Linked DNA regions of Pan troglodytes: region 2 is linked to region 1. The links are chromatin contacts, called in public HiChIP or PLAC-seq maps. All regions are on one chromosome and are shown on one strand. The core of a region is the stretch at or near the end of the contact, and the rest is flanking DNA. Distances in the headings are between cores, read along the strand shown.

Region 1 (3,234 bases), core at 317-2,816:
AACAATGAGTAGTGACGTCACCAAGGCAGCCGTCGAAAGCCCAGTCCCAAAGCCGTCGGAGGCTCGGGAAGCGTGGCCCACATTATGTTCCGCCCAGGTGGCTGCCTGGTTCTTTGCTACGCTGGCGGCGGTCGCCGAGTCTCTGATCCCTGTCCCGGGTGCTCCGCGTCTGGTGCACGCAGCTCGCCACGCGGGTTTCACCACCGTCCTCCTGGCTACCCCTGAGCCCCCTCGCCGCCTCCTGCTCTTCGACTTGATCCCAGTGGTGTCCGTGGCGGGCTGGCCCGAGGGGGCTCGGAGCCACTCGTGGGCCGGTCCGCTGGCCTCTGAGTCGGCTTCCTTCTACCTGGTGCCCGGTGGCGGCACCGAGCGGCCGTGCGCCTCCGCCTGGCAGCTCTGTTTTGCCCGCCAGGAGCTGGCGCTCAAAGCGCGCATACCAGCGCCGCTGCTGCAGGCGCACGCGGCGGCCCAGGCGCTACTGCGCCCGCTGGTGGCCGGGACCCGGGCGGCGGCGCCCTACCTCCTGCGGACGCTGCTGTACTGGGCGTGCGAGCGGCTGCCTGCGCTCTACCTGGCGCGGCCAGAAAATGCGGGCGCCTGCTGCCTCGGGCTGCTAGACGAGCTGGGCCGAGTGCTCGAGGCCGGGACGTTGCCTCACTATTTTCTGAACGGCCGACAGCTCCGTACGGGGGACGACTCCGCTGCGCTGCTCGGAGAATTGGCCCGGCTCCGCGGGGACCCAGCCCGGGCCCTCCGTGCCGCGGTGGAGGAGGCCAAAGTGGCCCGCAAGGGGGGCGGTTTGGCGGGCGTGGGGGGCGGGGCCCATTAAAGACGCTGTTCCTACCAGTGGAAAGTGCCTCTGTGGGCGAGCGGGACGTGGGGGGCCCTGCTCGCCCCTCGCCAGGGGGACTGACTGTGTGCCCTGGGCCTGAAGCCCCCCTTCTGGAAGGCCTCCCTGTTGGTTCCTCCTCTACGCCCACCCGCCTGCCCCCGCACAAGTTGCCCCATTCCAGCCTCGCTATTCTCCACATCTGTGGCCAGCACTCCGCCCAGGGGCAGCTTCCAGAAACCGTCTGTCCCCAGTTCTTTTGGTCATTTCTCTTAAGGGCCAATAGAAATGGGAGAAACATATTTGCTGACCAAACGCGAAAAGGAGTTATGGAGACCAGGGTCTGATCAATTTGGCTCACACAAAGGCAGAGATATGAAGGAGGCCGGATTTCGCCCAAGGCTGGATCTCACCACCCCCCATCCTCCATCTCTCCAGTTCTTCCCCCACTTTACTCGTGCGGTTCTTTCTTCACTAACATCCCGGCCAGTAGGGTCTCTCTCCCTTCTCCCAGCGTCCGCCATTCCATCTCCCTTAGGCCCAACCTCTCCTTCCTACCCAGGGGTGCGTTCAGGAGGCCTTCCTGTCCCTCCTCCTCTGAAGGCTGAGACGTGCGGCCTTGCCTCGGCTTTGCCTGCTTGTAAGACACAGTCCGCACTCTCTACCTCCAAAGAACCCCGGGGTTCCTCCTGCCCGGCTTCACCCTCCTATTTCCCAGCGTCTCCGCCCCCTGCCCCGCCCCCGGGCCGGCTCTCCGAGGAGGGGGAACTGCTGTCGCCGCCGCCGCCGCCGCCGCCGCCGCCGCCTCAGCTTCCCACAGCCGCTGCCGCTGCCGCCGCTCTGCCTGGTCCAGCCACCGGCCCAGTGCTCTGACTTCGCCGGACCGGGGAGCTCTGCAGAGACACCCTCACTCCTTCCCAAGGGTCCGGGACGCCTAGCCGGGCGTGGGGGGAAGCTCCGTTTGCGGGGGACAGGGAGGGAGGAGCCTGGAGCCGAAGCCAGCGCCACCCGTCGCCGGATCAACAGGACAGGACAGGTTGAGGGGCGTCGGGAAAAGGAAGAGGGGGTGCTATAGGCAATCCCGGGGAGGACGAGGAAGCCCTGTAGCAGGAAGCTGCGATCCGCTCTGACTTGAAGGGGGCCTGTTCACATCTGGGGACTGGTGACAACGTGGGTGCACTCCTCTCTTGGGGGGCTGGTTAGATTGGAGGGTGTGGGATCTAAACAGCACCAGCTGTCCCCAAGAAAACTTAAGGGGCAGCCAGGGGAGAAAAAAACAAAAACAAAAACAAACACGGATGCTCCTCATTTTGAGGTGGCGGAAGGCCCTCCAGACAACTACCTGGTGTATCCACTAGGAAGGGTGGATTTGGAGGTGACTTCAAAAGGAGCGGAGGGTGTGAAGGTGAAGAAAGGGTCTTGGCCGCTAGAATTCTATGCTACTAGACATGGGGGGGACTTGGTGAAAAAGGTATTATCCAGCCAGAGGGTCTGGGAGCCCTGTCTTACTGAACCTGGGCAACCTGGATATTCTGAGACATATTTTGGGGGGATTTCAGTGAAAAAAGTGGGGGATCCCCTCCATTTAGAGTGTAGCAAAGGAAAAAACACCAAGGTTGGGTTCCTTCCTGACATTGGCAGTGCCCCAGTAGGGGTGGGATGAGCGAATATTCCCAAAGCTAAAGTCCCACACCCTGTAGATTACAAGAGTGGATTTGGCAGGAGTGTGCCCCAAAATACAGTGGAAAGGTGCCTGAAGATATTTAAACCACGTCTTGGAAATTTAGTGGGTCTTGGCTTTGGGATAGGTGAAGTGAGGACAGACACTGGAGAGGAGGGAAAGGGGACGTTTTCAATAGGAGGCAAAACTCGAGGGTGGGATCCACGGAGGAGTACATAGGCTGCTGGATCTGGTGGAGCCAGCACTGGGCCCACGGGTGGTAACTGGCTGCTGTGGAGGGGGGTACGTGGGGGGGGGGGGTCTGGGGCTTATCCTCAGGTCCTGTGGGTGGGGCAGCGAGTCGGGGCCTGAGCGTCAAGAGCATGCCCTAGTGAGCGGGCTCCTCTGGCGGAGCCCAGCGCGCTCCGGGCGCCTGCCGGTTTGGGGGTGTCTCCTCCCGGGGCGCTATGGCGGCGCTGGCCAGTAGCCTGATCCGGCAGAAGCGGGAGGTCCGCGAGCCCGGGGGCAGCCGGCCGGTGTCGGCGCAGCGGCGCGTGTGTCCCCGCGGCACCAAGTCCCTTTGCCAGAAGCAGCTCCTCATCCTGCTGTCCAAGGTGCGACTGTGCGGGGGGCGGCCCGCGCGGCCGGACCGCGGCCCGGGTGAGTGCGGCTGGGGCGGGGTCTCCCGGCCAGAGGTTTCTCTGCCTGGGAGATTGAGGCCAGGGACTCTGAAGAATAGGGCCCG
Region 2 (3,234 bases), core at 395-2,894, 120 kb after region 1:
CCCTGCCAGGTCCTGTTTCAAGACGTGACTTTCACCATGGGTCAGGTGGTGTCTCGAGAAGGCCAAGGAAGGCAGGAGACTCTATTCCGATGTATAAGAAGTATGCCCTCCCACCCGGACCGGGCCTACAACAGCTGCTATAGCGCAGGTGAGAGCCCTGTGGGCAGCCGAAAGCAGGACGTCTCTGCCCGGGGGTAGCAGTGCAGGGAGCTACCGCTAGGAGGGAGGTTGGAAACCTAAACAGAGGCGGGTCTGAGGAGTGAAGTGCAGAATGCCGGGTCCTTACAGGAGGCAGAGGAACGGTGGAGCTGGAGAAGGCAGGGGGAAACAGGGCATCTGGATGGCTGTGCTTCACTGCGAATCTACTTTCTCTCTTTTCTCAGGTGTCTTCCATTTACACCAAGGGGATATTCTGAGTGTCATAATTCCCCGGGCAAGGGCGAAACTTAACCTCTCTCCACATGGAACCTTCCTGGGGTTTGTGAAACTGTGATTGTGTTATAAAAAGTGGCTCCCAGCTTGGAAGACCAGGGTGGGTACATACTGGAGACAGCCAAGAGCTGAGTATATAAAGGAGAGGGAATGTGCAGGAACAGAGGCGTCTTCCTGGGTTTGGCTCCCCGTTCCTCACTTTTCCCTTTTCATTCCCACCCCCTAGACTTTGATTTTACGGATATCTTGCTTCTGTTCCCCATGGAGCTCCGAATTCTTGCGTGTGTGTAGATGAGGGGCGGGGGACGGGCGCCAGGCATTGTCCAGACCTGGTCGGGGCCCACTGGAAGCATCCAGAACAGCACCACCATCTAGCGGCCGCTCGAGGGAAGCACCCGCCGGTTGGCCGAAGTCCACGAAGCCGCCCTCTGCTAGGGAAAACCCCTGGTTCTCCATGTCACACCTCTCTCCAGGTGCCCTCTGCCTCTTCACCCCACAAGAAGCCTTATCCTACGTCCTTCTCTCCATCTATCGGACCCCAGTTTCCATCACTATCTCCAGAGATGTAGCTATTATGCGCCCGTCTACAGGGGGTGCCCGACGATGACGGTGCCTTCGCAGTCAAATTACTCTTCGGGTCCCAAGGTTTGGCTTTCACGCGCTCCATTGCCCCGGCGTGGCAGGCCATTCCAAGCCCTTCCGGGCTGGAACTGGTGTCGGAGGAGCCTCGGATGTATCGTACGCCCTGGTGTTGGTGTTGCCTCACTCCTCTGAGCTCTTCTTTCTGATCAAGCCCTGCTTAAAGTTAAATAAAATAGAATGAATGATACCCCGGCTCCATTTCCCCCACTGCCTCGCCTCAGCCCGGTCCTCGTACGGGGATCTCCCGCCCTCCTGGCTCTCCTGTGGCGCGCCCCCCGCCGGATCAAGGTACTGGGGATGCCGCTAGGGTCAGGCCCGCGAGCGCGGAGAAGACAGAGCGCGGCGAAGACAGAGCGCGGCGCAAAAGGGAAAGTGGCGGGGCCGCCACGCGCGGCCGGGCGGCGGATGTGCGCAGGCGCAGCCTCGCGTAGCGCTCTGGGCTGGCCAGTCCCGTGGCGCCGGCGTCCTCGGGTAGACGGGACTGCGCGCTTGGTGGCCGCGCCGGCGCTCTTCGCCGGGTGTGACGTACTAATCGTGCGCCACCGCTGCCGGTGGGCCCGGGGCTCGCGGGAGGGGAAGGAGGAGGGGGGGAGGAGTGGCGGCGGCGGCGGCGGCGCTGGTGGTGGCGGTGGCGGAGGTGGAGGTGGAGGTGGAAGCTGAAGCTGAAGCAGAGCCAGAGGCGGCGCGGCGGGGTGCTCGGCGGCGCGGCACGCGGCCCAGAAGCGTTGGAATCCTGAATTGAGACGGCTGCGCCTAAAGACAGCAGGAGTGGCGGGGCCGCCGCCGTCGCCGGAGAGATGAGCCGGGAAGCTTGAGGCCGGAGACGCCCGCCTTCGGGCCCGTCCGCCCGGCTTCCCCGCTCCCGGTGAGGACGCCCCCTCCCCTCCCCCCAGCCCTGCCTTGGCCTCTCCCATTCCTGGGCCTCGCTCCCACCGAACCGGGGCCCAGAGGCCCGCATAGGGGCTTCTTAAGGCCCGTGTGCGCCGAGCCATCCAAGCTCGTGGGACCGGACTGGTGCCGGGTTGCATTCTGGTCCCCGAGGATGAAGTAGGAGGGGGCTGGGCCGGCCTGGCTTGTGCGCTCCGTTCTGTCCCAGCGTCTTGATTCGGTTCTCTTTAAGTTTCCTTCAAAGTTCTTCCCCGTTTATCAGCCTCTGCCCCCTGAACCATATCCCTGGCATCTGCACTTGAGATGACCGCAGCCTTCCCATGCCCCCCGTTCATCCAGGGTGTTAGAGAACTGTCTCCCATTCCAGTCCAGTTTCCACGTGCAAGTTGCATTCTCCTCAAGTACCACGGTTATCATGTCCCTGAGGAAAGAAATTGCCCTTGTTGGGCCCTCAAAGGACAGCCCTGGTGGTATTAAAATAAAGACGTAGAACCTGGCAGTGCTATTGGGTTTGGCCTGGTGATCCTAGAAATAAGATCTCTGAGGCCTGCTGCTTAGCCATTTTCCCTTGTCTCTGGACTGGGGAGAGATGATGGCACAGACCCTAAAGGGCCCCTTGTGGACCGCGTTAACTGGGAAGATCTTAAGTTAGGAGTTTTGCGTTTTTTCCTCTTTTCTTTATTTGCATCTGAATCCAGAGGAGGCATGGCCAGGAAGAGAGGCAGGATCTGCGGTGGGGTGATGCTTAGATTTTGATACCCTGATCTTTTGTTTTTCAGGGTACTGGAAGATGAAAGAGACTATACAAGGGACCGGGTCCTGGGGGCCTGAGCCTCCTGGACCCGGCATACCCCCAGCTTACTCAAGTCCCAGGCGGGAGCGTCTTCGTTGGCCCCCACCTCCCAAACCCCGACTCAAGTCAGGTGGAGGGTTTGGGCCAGATCCTGGGTCAGGGACCACAGTGCCAGCCAGACGCCTCCCTGTCCCCCGACCCTCTTTTGATGCCTCAGCAAGTGAAGAGGAGGAAGAAGAGGAGGAGGAGGAGGATGAAGATGAAGAGGAGGAAGTGGCAGCTTGGAGGCTGCCCCCAAGATGGAGTCAGCTGGGAACCTCCCAGCGGCCCCGCCCTTCCCGCCCCACTCATCGAAAAACCTGCTCACAGCGCCGCCGCCGAGCCATGAGAGCCTTCCGGATGCTGCTCTACTCAAAAAGCACCTCGCTGACATTCCACTGGAAGCTTTGGGGGCGCCACCGGGGCCGGCGGCGGGGCCT

What was found. HiChIP or PLAC-seq counts read pairs in DNA pulled down with a chosen protein or histone mark.
Region 2: an H3K4me3 HiChIP or PLAC-seq map of stem cell-derived excitatory neurons shows a contact between it and region 1, with 4 times the contacts expected there. The contact joins the promoter of SENP3 here to the promoter of FGF11 in region 1. A contact is called at or near these places in 1 of 7 Hi-C or Micro-C datasets (stem cell-derived neural progenitor cells) and 1 of 1 datasets of contacts at active chromatin or transcription factors (stem cell-derived excitatory neurons).

The regions. Positions count from the first base shown.
Region 1 is chr19:17,950,638-17,953,871 of NHGRI_mPanTro3-v2.0_pri, forward strand. FGF11 (fibroblast growth factor 11) reads left to right here and starts at 1,567. Exons shown (of 5, transcript XM_001170288.8): 1 at 1,567-3,149. The coding sequence starts at 2,957. TMEM102 (transmembrane protein 102) reads left to right here. Exons shown (of 3, transcript XM_063798272.1): 3 at 1-846. The coding sequence ends at 829.
Region 2 is chr19:18,072,830-18,076,063 of NHGRI_mPanTro3-v2.0_pri, forward strand. It overlaps SENP3 (SUMO specific peptidase 3), which reads left to right and starts at 1,645. Exons shown (of 11, transcript NM_001205128.4): 1 at 1,645-1,939; 2 at 2,742-3,234. The coding sequence starts at 2,753. It overlaps TNFSF13 (TNF superfamily member 13), which reads left to right. Exons shown (of 6, transcript NM_001205130.2): 5 at 10-148; 6 at 384-1,268. The coding sequence ends at 493.